2 separate regions of the Sus scrofa genome follow, and region 2 is linked to region 1. The links are chromatin contacts, called in public HiChIP or PLAC-seq maps. All regions are on one chromosome and are shown on one strand. The core of a region is the stretch at or near the end of the contact, and the rest is flanking DNA. Distances in the headings are between cores, read along the strand shown.

Evidence for each region. HiChIP or PLAC-seq counts read pairs in DNA pulled down with a chosen protein or histone mark.
Region 2: an H3K27ac HiChIP or PLAC-seq map of alveolar macrophages shows a contact between it and region 1. The contact joins the promoter of SMG9 here to the promoter of ZNF576 in region 1. A contact is called at or near these places in 1 of 5 promoter capture datasets (liver), 3 of 47 Hi-C or Micro-C datasets (embryonic fibroblasts, heart right ventricle and skeletal muscle) and 1 of 2 datasets of contacts at active chromatin or transcription factors (alveolar macrophages).

Annotation. Positions count from the first base shown.
Region 1 is chr6:50,438,825-50,445,443 of Sscrofa11.1, forward strand. ZNF576 (zinc finger protein 576) reads left to right here and starts at 3,356. Exons shown (of 3, transcript XM_005655924.3): 1 at 3,356-3,501; 2 at 4,105-4,211; 3 at 5,873-6,619. The coding sequence starts at 4,121. The coding sequence ends at 6,300. It overlaps IRGQ (immunity-related GTPase family Q protein), which reads right to left and starts at 3,282. Exons shown (of 4, transcript XM_005655925.3): 1 at 3,126-3,282; 2 at 2,141-2,672; 3 at 1-273. The coding sequence starts at 3,135. ZNF428 (zinc finger protein 428) reads right to left here. Exons shown (of 4, transcript XM_021094479.1): 4 at 5,233-5,295. The coding sequence ends at 5,248.
Region 2 is chr6:50,565,786-50,572,704 of Sscrofa11.1, forward strand. SMG9 (protein SMG9) reads right to left here and starts at 3,962. Exons shown (of 15, transcript XM_013988666.2): 1 at 3,691-3,962; 2 at 843-899. The coding sequence starts at 866. It overlaps LOC102166702 (a long non-coding RNA gene), which reads left to right and starts at 3,697. Exons shown (of 3, transcript XR_298578.3): 1 at 3,697-4,068; 2 at 5,835-5,980.

The DNA.
Region 1 (6,619 bases), core at 2,106-4,605:
TCTGGGGCCGGATAGGAAGTGGGACTCTCAGGCACTGAGGCAGGCACTGCACCTGGGTCGTCAGTATCTAACCCAAGAAGCACGTTCAGCACAAGGCCCATGTCAGCCCTACCAGCCACCGCCAGGTCCAGGCGTGCGCTGCCCAGTCGCTCCAGGCCGGCTCGAACCCATGACAGCGCCGCCTCCAGGCCACCGGTCTCGAAGGCCTCACGTACAGCCTCCAACTCTGCTGCGCCCAGCACCTCGAAGCCATCCTGAGCCGGTGGTAGGAGCCTGTGGGGACAGGGAGCGACAGGGTCAAGTGCAGAAGCTGGGCTATCATGACCAAGGTGGAACTTTTCAATGAAGAAGGAAAGGCCAGACTAATGGCACAGAAAATAGAAACCAGGGCTATGAAGAAAAGAGAGGCGCTTAAAGAGGAGGTGGGAGAGGAGTTCCCATTGTGGCGCAGTGGTTAACGAATCCGACTGGGAGCCATGAGGTTGTGGGTTCGATCTCTGGCCTCGCTCAGCCTGTTAAGGATCCAGCGTTGCCCTGAGCTGTGGTGTAGGCTGCAGACAAGGCTTGGATCTCATGTTGCTGTGGCTCTGGTGTAGGCCGGTGGCTGCAGCTCCGATTCGACCCCTAGCCTGGGAACCTCCATATGCCTCAGGAGCAGCCCAAGAAAAGGCAGAAAGACAAAAAAAAAAAAAAAAGAAAAGAAAAAAGAGGAGGCAGGAGAGGTGGATTGGGACCAGGCTGGGGTTACACTCTGGGAGTTACACTTCCCTAGGGTTACATCCTTTAGGAGGGAGGCTTTCTGAGAAACCTGCAGGATTAAGAAAAGACTGTGCCGGTGGGACAAAACTCAGAGTGAAGCTTGGAGCAAAGACAGAATCAGGACTGTAAATGAAAATTGAGGCCTTCCCTGGTGGCTCACTTGGTTAAGGATGCAGCATCCTCACTGCTGTGGCTCAGATGCCATTGCTGGCCCAGGAACTTCTGCATGCCACAGGTGCAGGGAAGGAAAGAAGGAAAGAAGGAAGGAAGGAAGGGAAGGAGAGAGAGAGAGAGGAAGGAGGGAAGGACAGGCAAGGGAGCTCTTTACTGAGAGTAGGTGTAGGAAGGGATGTCAGGACCAGTGAGGGGAGGAGTTCCCATTATGGCTCAGTGGTAATAAATCCAACTAGTATCCATGAGGATGTGGGTTCAATCCCTGGACTCACTCAGTGAGTTAAGGATCCAGCATTGATGGGAGCCGTGGTACAGGTCGCAGATGTGGCTTGGATCTGGTGTGGCTGTGGCAGAGGCCAGCAGCTGCAGCTCCAAATCGACTCCTAGGCTGGGAACATCCATATGCCTCAGGTGTAGCCATTAAAAAAAAAAAAAGAAAGAAAGAAAGAAAAAAAACACCAGGGAGGGGAGAAGCCGCATCTAGTTTTTATCAAAGGGGTGTGACTAAGGAAAACAGATGAGTGGTGGGCCTGGCCCAGAGAAGAGGCTGCCCCTCCCTGAGTCCATCTCTTTTTGATGTCTCCCGGGTGGGTGGAGAAAATTTACAAAGTAGCCAGCAAGTGGAGAGAGGGGTTAGAGAAAGGAAGTGGGGGAAGGCCCCCAAAACGACAAAGCTCGCTGAGGCCGTGGCTTTCCAGAGACTGAAATCTTTGAGAACCAAGCAGATGGTGGAGAGGAGGGTGAAGACTAGAAAGCAGAGTCTTCCGGTAAAATATGGGAAGGAATTACCAGCTTATAGGGCGATGGCGAGCCCTCTTCACACTTTGGCCTGGGGTAGTATTTGGGTGCTAGGTCCTGGGCTCTCCTCGAATTCTCTCGGGAGAGGGACTTGTGACCTCAGAGAGCGCTCACAGGAGGCAGAACCTGGATGACAAGTCAGAACACCTAGCTGACCCTTGGCTGGGATGGAGCCCAGATGACAAAAAAGGGTGCTAGTTTGGGGTGGAGCCTCACAGACCTCAAAACCAGCGCTAAAAGGCAGGACCCAGACAAGGGAACAGGGCTTCCAACAGATATTCTGTTAAGGCTGGCTCAAAATGCGCTGGAGGTGGGGTCTCGCAGACCTCAAGGAGCATCTTAGGGGTGGGAGGTGTAGACTCAATAAAGCCCCAGGCCTCTGCAACCCACCCTGAAACGCCACGCTCACCTCTGCAGCGCCTCCGCCTGGCTCCGCAGCGCCGTCCGCAGACGCTCCAGTTCCTCGGAGCCCTCGCTGCTGCGGCAGTCGGTCGGTAGCACGAAGAGAGCCGCGGCGCCCAAACCGGCGCTGTCCAGCAGGGCCGCTGTCTGATCCCGGGCCTGGGCTTCATTCTGTGACTCCCCAGGGCCAAGATTCCTAACAGCCAGCAGCGGCGTCCCTCGGGCCAGGGCGGCCCGCGCTGCCTCCCCCAGCGCTGGGGCCAAGGGCTCCCCATTCCCCTCGGGGCCGAGCAGCACCAGTACCAGCACGTTGGCTTCCGCCGCCCAGGGCCCCGGCGCTGCGGGTGGGCAGCTCAGCTCACCCAGGAAGAGGCCTGGGCCCGCAGCTCGAAGGCTGGGGAGCCCGGAATCCGGACGCTTGTCGGGGATTTCTATAGTCTCCACATCCTTGTCGCACAGCGCTGCAATCAGCGCAGACTTTCCCGAGCCCGGAGGCCCCAGGAACAAGACGGTCACATCACCCCGTGGCGAAGGCATAGCTAGAAAGCAAGGAGACAAGACCTGGGTCAGGAAGCATTCAACCTTTTTCTTTCCTAGCCGCCCCACTCTGGTCTCAGATTTCAGCCTTTCATCCTGTACCCTTCTTTCGTTCTCGGTTATCACACCCATGCACCTAAAAACCTCGCTCCCGGGCCCTATTCCCCAGGGATCCGGGAGTGGTGGCCGCCCTTTCTGGATGTTTCCCTTTCTGCTTCAAAAATTGAGAAACCGGCCACCAGCCTCCTCCTCCTTCAGGGACACAAATGTTTTTAATCTCTCACTCTTCCCTTCCAATCACCAACCGAACAAACAGCGAGGTCACACGGGAGAGCGCAGTCCGTAGCAGCCGGTCAGCCGCTGAGAAGCCCCGCCCCTGTGGTCCGGGGACGGAGGCCGAGGAGGCTAGAGCGCCAGAAATTGGGGACGTCCAGACCCGTTCCGGGGGCTCTAACCTGATGTCATTCCTTTCAGGAGGGGGCGTGTCTCGCAAGCGTGACCTCAGGGACACGGCCCTTGGCAGCGCCTGCGCAGATCGGCGGAAGAATGTTCCTTCTCTAACTCTGCAGCCGCCGGGCCTTGAACAATGAGGGAACGAGAGCGCGTGCGCACCAGGAACATCTAACACACTTGTGCAATAAGCTTAGGTCTTTACGGCATGAATGGCTTGCAACGTCATCATTACGCACCCCAATGCAGAGAAGGACCTCGCCCATTATTTTGAGGACCGGGTTGGTGCGACTGCACTGCTGCCGGATGGCGATCGGGGACCTCGGCTTTGAAAGGCTCATCAGGCGAAAGGCCGTGGAAACCACCGGGACTTTAGACTCGGTGGGCCCTACCCCGCTTCCCTTCGGGTGGCGGCGCTGTGACGAGTGACTGACAGGCACAACGAAAGGCAGCCCTCTGGTGTCTGGAGAAAAGCGGAGCCCTGGGCTTCTCGCAGCTTTGGCGGCAGCGGGACACAGCGGCTGAGCGCGCGCGTGGGAAAGAGGGGCCTCTGGGTGGAACAAGGGTTTCGGGATGTCGGAGAAAGATGTTTCCCGAAAGGAGGCGGGCTAAACCGTGGGTACCACCACATGCCTCAAGTCACGTGGGATGAAAGGGGGATGAGGCTAGGGTCAAAGGTCAAGGGTCCCACGCTCTGAGCTCAGGGAGGGAGTTTGACATACGAGGCATAGGTCAGAGATCTCAAGCAAATGAGAAGGCTCTAAGGGGAGTCACAAACCCAGCAAGTTTAATCTTTGGGGAAGATTGAATCTTGTCTAGCGAAAACTCCATCCGGTTACAATTTAAGATGGTATCTCCTGGGGGGCAAAGGCTGGCAAAGAGCCTGTCAAAGGTCATAGGATTAGCGGGCCCTCTAAGGCTAGCTAGAGATGAGCGACTTCATTTGACTTACTATTCTGTCATGCATGTCCCTCTCTTAACCAGGGGGATCCCAGTCATCATGGAGCAGCAGGATCCTCTGGAGGTCCCACACTCCAAAGTGACCACGGAGCAGCAGGATTCGTCCAAGGAGAGAAGTGCCCCAAATCCAGGTGGTGACAACTGTGAGTCCTGCTGACCAGAGGAGGGTGGGTGCAGGAGCTGATGCTAAAAGGATTTCTACAGCATTTCAGTGTCCAAGGCTTTGCAGGGACTTGCCTGTTGGGAAGGAGCTGTAATGACCCATGAGCTGCCCTACCAGGACCTGCCACTCCCTGCCCTTACTCTTATTACCCTCAGAGATACCCACACTGCTCTGTCCACATAAGCATGCATGGGCTGCAGCTCAGAGGCAAAGTGGCATCCAGAGAGGCTTGGGGTGGGAGAAGTGGCTAAGAAGGGACAGTAAGCTCCAGTCCCAACTCTGCCCCAGACTTGCAGTGTGGCTCAAGCCTCTTGTTGCCCTATCAAGAGGTATGTTGCTAACTACCTCACAGGGTTGGTGTGAGAATGAGCAGAAAAAGGGAAAAGCCTGGCATTAATGAAGTTAGCCGGTCTGACACAGGGTAACAGCAACAGCTCCTACTTGATTGCCTGTTATGTGCTGGGCCCATTCTAAGAGTTTAACCCGTTATCTCCTTGAGTCTTCCTAACAGGCCCTATGCAATTGGTACTTAGCGCTTTCAGATGAAGGAACTGAGGCAGAGAGGTTAAGTATTTGTAGTGAGAGGCAAGGTGTCAATGATCTCCAGCCAGAGACCACCAGGAGTATACCTAGAGCTGAACTGGCTGGGCTTATTGCTCATTGCACTGAAAAAGCACACACCCCACGGGGCATCTTAGTAATAAGAAAATTACAGGATCTGGGTTTGTGGTAGGTGATTTGGGGAAGGGTTCAAGAAAGGGGTATTTGTTCTGAATGGATGCTGCCAGGAAGCAGGGGGGCAGTTACACAATTGGCTTTTTTTTTTTTTTTTTTTTTTTAATAAATCTTACCTAGAAGGAGGGAGGAACAAAGCAAGGCTCCAGCTGTGATTGGTAGAACAGCAGCAGGCGCTCATATGAGCAGAACAGGGGGATGTTTGGCCTGTTCTGCGGCTCAGACAGTGTTCACGTTTTGTCTGTGTTCAGACGGCATCATGGCGTGGCCTAGTCTTCATTCGCCTCAGTCACAGCACGGCCTCTTCTGACGATGTTCTGTGAAATTGTTTATGCTCAACAGGAGAACGCTGAGGCCTAGCTGTGAGTGCCAGGCCAGCTCCTGGCTGCAGGGCTGCTTTTCTCAACAGTAATTCTTGCAAACTATTGTGTAGCACTGTTCAAAGCACTTTTTATAATTCACCTATTCCTTCCAAAAACCCTATGAGGTAGATACTGATATCATTATGGTATATGGGTGCCATTTTCCAGATGAAAACACTGTTTTTACTTGCCCAGGAAGCAGGAAAACTGGGATTCAGTTCCAGGCAGCTGGCTCCATTGGCAGTGCTCTCATCACATGGCTCTATCAGAAGAGCAGCCTCCTGGGTTCCAATCCCGACTCCAGCATTTCAGTCCCTAGCATCATGACTGTTGGCAAGTTGCCTAACCTTTTTGAGTGTCAGTCTGCTCAGCGACAAGACAGGTCTGATAGGTTTCCCTGTGCAGCTGTCCAGCGTTGGCATAGCACCTGGCATGTAGGAAGCACTGCACCCTCAGTTAGCATGACCCTGGAGCTAGGAGAGGCCCTGGGGACTCCTGCTGGCCTCCCCCAACCTCACCCTGTGTCCCTCAGGCCACCAGGGGACCCTGCAGTGCACCCGCTGCCTCATCACTTTTGCCGATTCCAAGTTCCAGGAGCGTCACATGAAGCGGGAGCACCCAGAGGACTTCGTGGCCCAGAAGCTGCAGGGGGTCGAATTCATCTGCTTCACCTGCGCCCGCTCCTTCCCCTCCTCCAAGGCCCTTATCGCCCATCAGCGCAGCCACGGTCCAGCAGTCAGGCCCTCCCAGCTGGCTGCCCCCACCACCACCCAGCCCACTTTCCCCTGTCCTGACTGTGGCAAGACCTTTGGGCAGGCCGCTTCTCTGAGGCGGCATCGCCAGGCACACGAGGCCCGCACACCTCCTGGCCCCTTCGCCTGCACTGAGTGTGGTCAGGACTTTGCCCAGGAAGCAGGGCTGCATCAACACTACATCCGGCATGCCCGGGGTGAGCTCTGAGCGCGGCTTAAGCCCTCCCCAGGGCAGTGGGGGCTCTGTGGCTGGTAGGACCCACTACGATATGGGAATGGGAGACTTGGCAGGAAAGGCAGAAGACTGCTGATAAAGAGGACGCAGAAGATGCTCGGTTGGAGCTTCAGTCTTTGGAGGACACAAAAGCCTTTAGGGAAACGTAAAATCAGGCAACAGTGAGATCTTTAAGAAATTAACTAGAAAGAGGGAAAATTATTATTTGTATCTCATTCCCAACTAGAGACTTTGAAATCACAACGAGCTGCGGATTGTGTAATCACCTTTAGTTCTCCCCGAATGGATGCAG
Region 2 (6,919 bases), core at 2,712-5,211, 130 kb after region 1:
TCCATGAGGATGTGGGTTCAATCCCTGGCCTCGCCAATGGGTTGAGAATCCAACGTGGTTGTTAGCTGTGGTGTAGGTCGCAGACATGGCTCAGATCTGACGTTGCTGTGGCTATGGCATAGGTCAGCAGCTACAGCTCCCGTTCAACCCCTAGCTTGAGAACCTCCATACGCCATGGGTGCAGTCCTGAAAAGACACACACACACACACACACACACACACAACACACACACACACACACACACACACACACACACACAAAGAAAAAACAACAGAATACACCTCTCAGCCTAGTTTGCAGTTAGCTATGGCCATGTGACTAAGTTCTTTCTGGCCTGTGGTATAAAACCAGAAGTGTGTCCTAGAAGCTTTTAGAAACTGTTCTTCACAGACATTGGCACATGCCTTTTGTCCCTTCCTCCTCCCAACTGAAAGGAATGTGGCTGCGGAGGCTGGAGCTGAAGCAGCCATTGTGGTCTGTGAGGCAACTTATTGGGAGGAACATAGAAGAACAACGGGGATGGGGGGCTCCCTCTTAACCTTAACTTGCCTATCTCTGGAAGCAGGAACAAGTCCCTTTCTCTCTTTTACAGCCCAAACTATTCCCAACTATTTATCACACACGCCCTGACACAAACAATAGCACATATGGGGGAGGGTCACATAAAAATAGGACATATAGTCTTTCCCAAACCGCAGCAAAACATTTCCTTACAAATGTGTCACGTGACCTTCAGTCTGCCAACTCCGCGTTGATTACCCAATACGGTGACTCTGAGGGTGGGGCTCCGGCACTCAAGGGCCTATTTTCACCTGGGGTCCCTTACATTTCGGCATCTTACCTCCCATTCCTGATGGTCTGCCATCCCTCACACTCCAAGGTCTCACCGATGTTTAATCTAAGACATTATAAAATATCAGTTTACCTATATGACTCACTCCCTACCACTGAACTCGCTGTTTATAGGTCCCTAGGGAGGTTCCCCAGCTGGTTACACTCCCTTCCAGGGAAGTAGCCTGTTTGCAGGAGCATAAGGCCAAATGCTATGGCTCAGAGGTCAAACTGGCAAACTGTAGTCTATGGACCAAATTTGGTTTTTCTTCCGTTTCAGGAAATAAATTTTTATTGAACATGGCCATATCCATCAATTTATAAACTGTCAAGAGTTCTCGTTGTGGCACAGCGGAAACGAATCAACTATGAGCCATGAGGTTGTGGGTTCGATCCCCAGCCTCGCTCAGTGGGTTAAGGATCTGGCACTGCTGTGAGCGGTGGTGTAGATAGCAGACGTGGCTGGGATCCTGCATTGCTGTGACTGTGGCATAGGCTGGCAGCTGTAGTTCCAATTTGACCCCTAGCCAGGGAACCTCCATATGCCTCAGGTGTGGCCCTAAAAAGCAATAAATAAATAATAAATTGTCTGTGACTGCCTTTTTTTTTTTTTTTTCTTCATTTTTGGCTGCCCCGTGGCATATTGAGCTCCTGGGCCAGGGATCAGGTTCAAGCCGCAGGCTCAATCTAAGTCACAGCTGTGGATCATTAACCCACCATACCAGGCCGGGGATCGAACCTGTGTCCCAGCACTCCCAAGACAGCACCAATCCTGTTGCACCACAGCGAGAGCTCCTATGGCCCTGCCTTCTCGATACAATGGCAGAGTTGAATAGTGGAGACAGAGACAGTATGACCTGCAGAGTCTAAGATAATTACTCTCTGGATCTTTACAAAAAAAGTTTGCTGACCTTTGCTTAGCTCTTTTTTTTTTTTTTTTTAATTTTTATTTCTTTTAGGGCCGCACCGTGGCTTTTGGAAGTTCCCAGGCTAGGGGTTGAATCAGAGCTGCAGCTGCCGGCCTACACCATAGTCAGAGCAACGCCAGATCCGAGCCGTGTCTGTGACCTACACCACAGCTTGTGGCAACACCAGATCCTTAACCCACTGAAGGAGGCCAGGGAACAAACCTGCGTCCTCATGGATCCTAGTCGGGTTGATTACCGAGCCTAGTCGGGTTGATTACCGCTGAGCCACAATGGGAACTCCCTGCTTAGCTCTTTTTTTTTTTTGTCTTTTTGCCATTTCTTGGGCCGCTCCCACGGCATATGGAGGTTCCCAGGCTAGGAGTCGAATTGGAGCTGTAGCTGCCGGCCTACACCACAGCCACAGCCACGCGGGATCCGAGCCGATTCTGCGACCTACACCACAGCTCAGGCGATGCTGGATCCTTAACGCACTGAGCGAGGTCAGGGATTGAACCTGCAACCTCTTCGTTCCTAGTTGGATTCGTTAACCCCTGAGCCATGATGGGAACTCCTCCCTGCTTAGCTCTTAAGTGCCTTCAAATCATTTTATGAATCTCTCTGCTTCCTACCCCACTACGTAATGACATTAACAGGTCCCTGTGAGAGACTCTTTCCCAGGAACATTAGTATCTGTTTAGAGCACGCAGTAGAAATTTTGCTAGTCAGGTAGGAGCTGGTCTAGCTCCTCTCCCACGGCTCTTCTGGGCACCCCTGCGCCCCAGCCCTAAGAGAAGGCTGAGACAGAGGAGGGCAAGGGCTGCTTACAGATGCTCATGCAAACTGATTCATTCCGCACATTTGCAAATAATTGTTTACAGTTTCTAGTGACTATTCCCCTTAGAAATTGGGACTCCTCCCTCTCCTGCAATTAAGTGTCTGTTCCCTTGTCTCACTGGGGATTCTGCCCCAGCACTAAAGTGTCTGTTTACAAACCTAAGAGGAGCCCCTTCCCATGCATGTTATTCAGGGAACTTCCACAGTATTTGAGTTTATTCCACAGCCCCTAACAGGAGTTGTCCAGAATTTAAGAGTCCACCTACAAGAATTTTGGAGACCCCCAATATTGTTTCCAGGCTCCTCTGGGGCTTACCCACCCCCAGAAGTATAAAGCCAGTCTACTTGTGTTTATTTACAGATCTCTTACAGTGACCTTCCAGAATTTAAGAACCTTAATTACAAATTCTTTGTGAGGCTCCCTCAGTACTTAAGCATCCCTTCATCCCTCCCTTTTGGGGATCTCCCAGAATCTAAGTGCCTGTTGGCAAGTTATTTGGGGAGACTCCCAATTCCTAACTCCGTATTTACGGTCTAATGAAGCATCCCCTCCCCAGGACTTGAGTCTATCCACACTATTTTTCTGAAAACTCTCTAGCAATTACACATATATTTAGTCTCTTATATGGAGTCTCCCCTGGAACTTGAATCTATGTTTTACTCAGGGAATTTACTCATAATTAGACAACGGTTTACAGGCTTCCCGCGAGGAACCCCAGAACTTTAGTTTCTATTTACACAGTAACTGGAAGTACTTGAAGGTCCTCCCTAGTGTTTAAGGATCGTTTGCAGGCCTTCTACGAGAATTCCCAGAACTTGAAGTTTCTCTATACACGTTACTAGAGAGACTTCGCAATAATTTACGGCCAGTTTACAGGCTCTATTACGGCCTCCCAGAACTGAAGTTCCCACATACACATTTGAATCCTCCCCACCCAACTCCCGCCAACCCGGTATTTAATGGGTTGCTCTTGGCTCCACACTCAAGTTACACACACCCGCCCAGGCATCAGAGCGACCGAATAGCGGCCCAGGAGGGGGCGGGGCCCCGAAACCCGCCCCGCGCTCCGCCCCCCGCTGGGGCGCCAGCAGCGCGCGGGCACGCGGGCCCCTTACCTTAGTCGATTGGTTTCTGGGGAGCAGAGGTGCGGGCGCTCTGAGATAGGGGTGGGGGCAGGGGGTTCCACCACGAGCCACCGGCCTGTAAATGGAGTCAGGGGGTCCGGAATCGTAGAGGGGAGAGAGGCAGAGAACAAGCACCGGTCAATCCAGAACCGATCGGGGTACCCGGAAACGTCACCCAAGGGAGGCCGGCACGCGGAAGGAAAAGGCGGAGGAGATATCGCGGGGTCAAGCCGAGATCAGGTTGCGCCAGCTGCCGCCCCTGCGCATGTGCCGCAAACTGAGCGCGCGAGAATCGAGCGTGAGCGCCGGGCTGAGCATGCGCAGATGGAGGTGGTTGGCCTCAACACGCGTGCGGATTACGGAGGGAAGGTGGGAGGACGCGGCGACTCCTCCTCTGTGCGCGTGCGCGTCTCTAGGGGCGTGCGTGGGCGGGCAGAGCTGAGGGAGAGGCTGCGGTCTTGGAGGTTTTGAGTTCGAGTCCCACCTCTTCTGGAGTGTAGGCGGCATGCGGTGGGGTGGGGCAGCAAGTGAGGAATTTCGGTGATTGCCGAATGAATCAGACTTGGCATATGTGCTGGAAAAGATCCCGGTCTGCGGCGGGAGACAGCTAGTGGATCAAACTACTTAGGCATTGCAGGGCGCCGTTGGATCTTGAATTGATGGGCAAGGGCCCTCCAGGCGGGGGAACCCTGGGGGAAGGTCCAGACTGGCTTGTACTATTGGAGTTCCACTGAGGCGGGAGATGAGGCAGTAGACAAGGGCAGGTCAGATCCTGAAGGGACAAGAGTCGACGATTGGTATGAATACCAAGACCACGTATTAAACCCTTCGGAGACCGGGTGGAAATTTGAACCGCCTGAGGGTGCAACCTGTGTGAGGCGTTGAGGAATACCTGGCCCGGTGCAGAGAGCACACGCGCAGTCCACTAGTGGCGGGTTACCCTTGAGACTGACAGGTGGTACTAGAGAAGACAGCAGTTTGTGTATATTCATAGACATGTAGGTGAGTGGGGCGTTGGCTATTTTTCATTTGAAACTATATTTGGACAGGGAGCACCTCACCTGTACATTCTGACAAAATTCAAGCAGCCAGTAGGGTCCACAATAAAAGCCACTTTCCACCCTTGTCCCCATATTCCATCCCTAGAGCACCATTTCCCAGTTTCTTTTTCTTTTTGTTTATTTATTTATTTTTTTATCTTTTTAGGGCCGCAGCATATGGAGGTTCCCAGGCTAGGGGTTGAATTGGAGCTACAGCCGCCAGCCTACACCACAGCCACAGCAACACCAGATCCAAGCCGGGCCTGCAACCTATACCACAGCTGACGGCAATGCCAGATCCTTAACCCACTGAGCGAGGCCAGGGATCGAACCCACAACCTTAGGGTTCCTAGTCAGATTTGTTTCTGCTACGCCACAACGGGAACTCCCCTCCCAGTTTCTTTCTGAAGCTACTGTTAAAGCATTGGTGTTGAGAGCTTGAGGCTGGGTTCACATAAATGGTGGCTGACCTTGGCCAAGTTCCTTAACTCTCTGCTGCTATGCCCCTGTTTCTGAAATGGAGATGAGGGCACCAGGTTGATAACACTGGTAGAGTTAAATGGGTGACAGTACCTAGAAGAGTTCCTGGGGCATAGTAGCACTATGTGTTCTCATTATGTTGTGGTTTACCCTGATAATGGTAACGGTTGAGTCTGAACCGCCACCTACCTTCCAGGCCTCATCCCTGCTGCCATTTTTCCCAGCACAGGTGCCAGGTGGGACCATTTCTCCAGACTGTCATAGGTTGAGTGACAGATCCCTTCACACAGACTGAGTTGAGAGTCTTGTTGTTTATAGATTTTCAAGAAGATTCTGGTTGTTTGGCGGAAATACAGAGGACAGGTCCTCTTTGTGTTATGTCTGTCAGGGTCCCTTTTTCGCATTCTCATCTGTTAGGTCACATCTGTTTTCCTTTCTTGAGTTTTTCAACCCCAGATTAGCCCCCATGTCATTGTCACCTCTGGGCAGCCCTCAGAGGTGGAAATTTGACTTAAGGGAAGAAAGGAGGGGCCTGGCATTGGACCATGGGCCCACTGTATGCCAGGTTCTGGTTTACAGATGTCACTACAATCTTCTCCCCTCCTCATTTAACAGATGCAGAAAATGAGTCTGCAGGAGAAGAAGGGCCTTACTGAAGTCCCCAAAGCCAGGAAGCATCAGGGCCTGGATTCAAACCCAAGCTCGTCTCACTCTAGGGTGAGCCCACATTTTTTCCCTGGCAACAGGCAACCTGCCTAGCGGTGAGTCAGTGGTGCAATCATGCACCCAGAGAGCTGCCTTTTTCCTTATATTAGTGGGATGGCATGCCATTGTGGGGATGGCCCATACTTTATTTAACCATTTCCCTATTGATAAACATTTAGGCTGTTTCTGGACCTTTGCTCTTACAAACGTTTGTCACAGTGAATATCCCTGATTGCACATCTGATTGCACGTACATGAAGGTATCATCAATAGACTGTCTCATTAGAAGTAGAATTGCTGGGTCAAAGGGCACATGCACGGGGAATTTTAAGAGCCATTTACCAAAGGATCTGTTCATGTCTCAGTTCATTTCTCTGTTCCTTTCATGCATTTGTTTATATCTGTTGAATTAATTATGGAATGCTTGTTATCTGCCAGGCGTGCATATAGGCTGGAGATCCTATAGTGAATAGGACAGAGCATCTGCCTTCCAGGAGCAGATCTGGTAGGGCAGACGATGTCAGGTAAAAGATGTATGCAAGGAAAAATCAGGATAAGAGAATTGAGAGTGACACAGGTCACAGAGAGTGAAAGGTGGTCAGGGAAGGCTGCACTGAGGAGGTGACATTTGAGCAGAGGCCTGAAAGATGGTAAGGAAATCAGCCATAGGAAGATGCTGAAGAACAAGTGGAAAGATCCCAAAGTGGGAGTGAACCTGGGCGTTCAAGAATCATCAAGGTGACCAGAGTGGCCTCAGCAGAGTGGAAAAGGACTCTAGTTTTAAAGAAGGGTGCATGAGGTCTTGTAGGCCATGGTCAAGGCTTTCAAATTTACTTCCAACTGCAACAGGAAATCATAAGCCAGGGCCAGAGTGTTACGATGTCTGTTTTATAAAGACTTCTTGGAGTTCTCTTGTGGCTCAGTGAGTTAAGAACTCCACTAGTGGAGTTTCCATTGTGGCTCAGGGGAAACGAATCTGACTGGCATCCACGAAG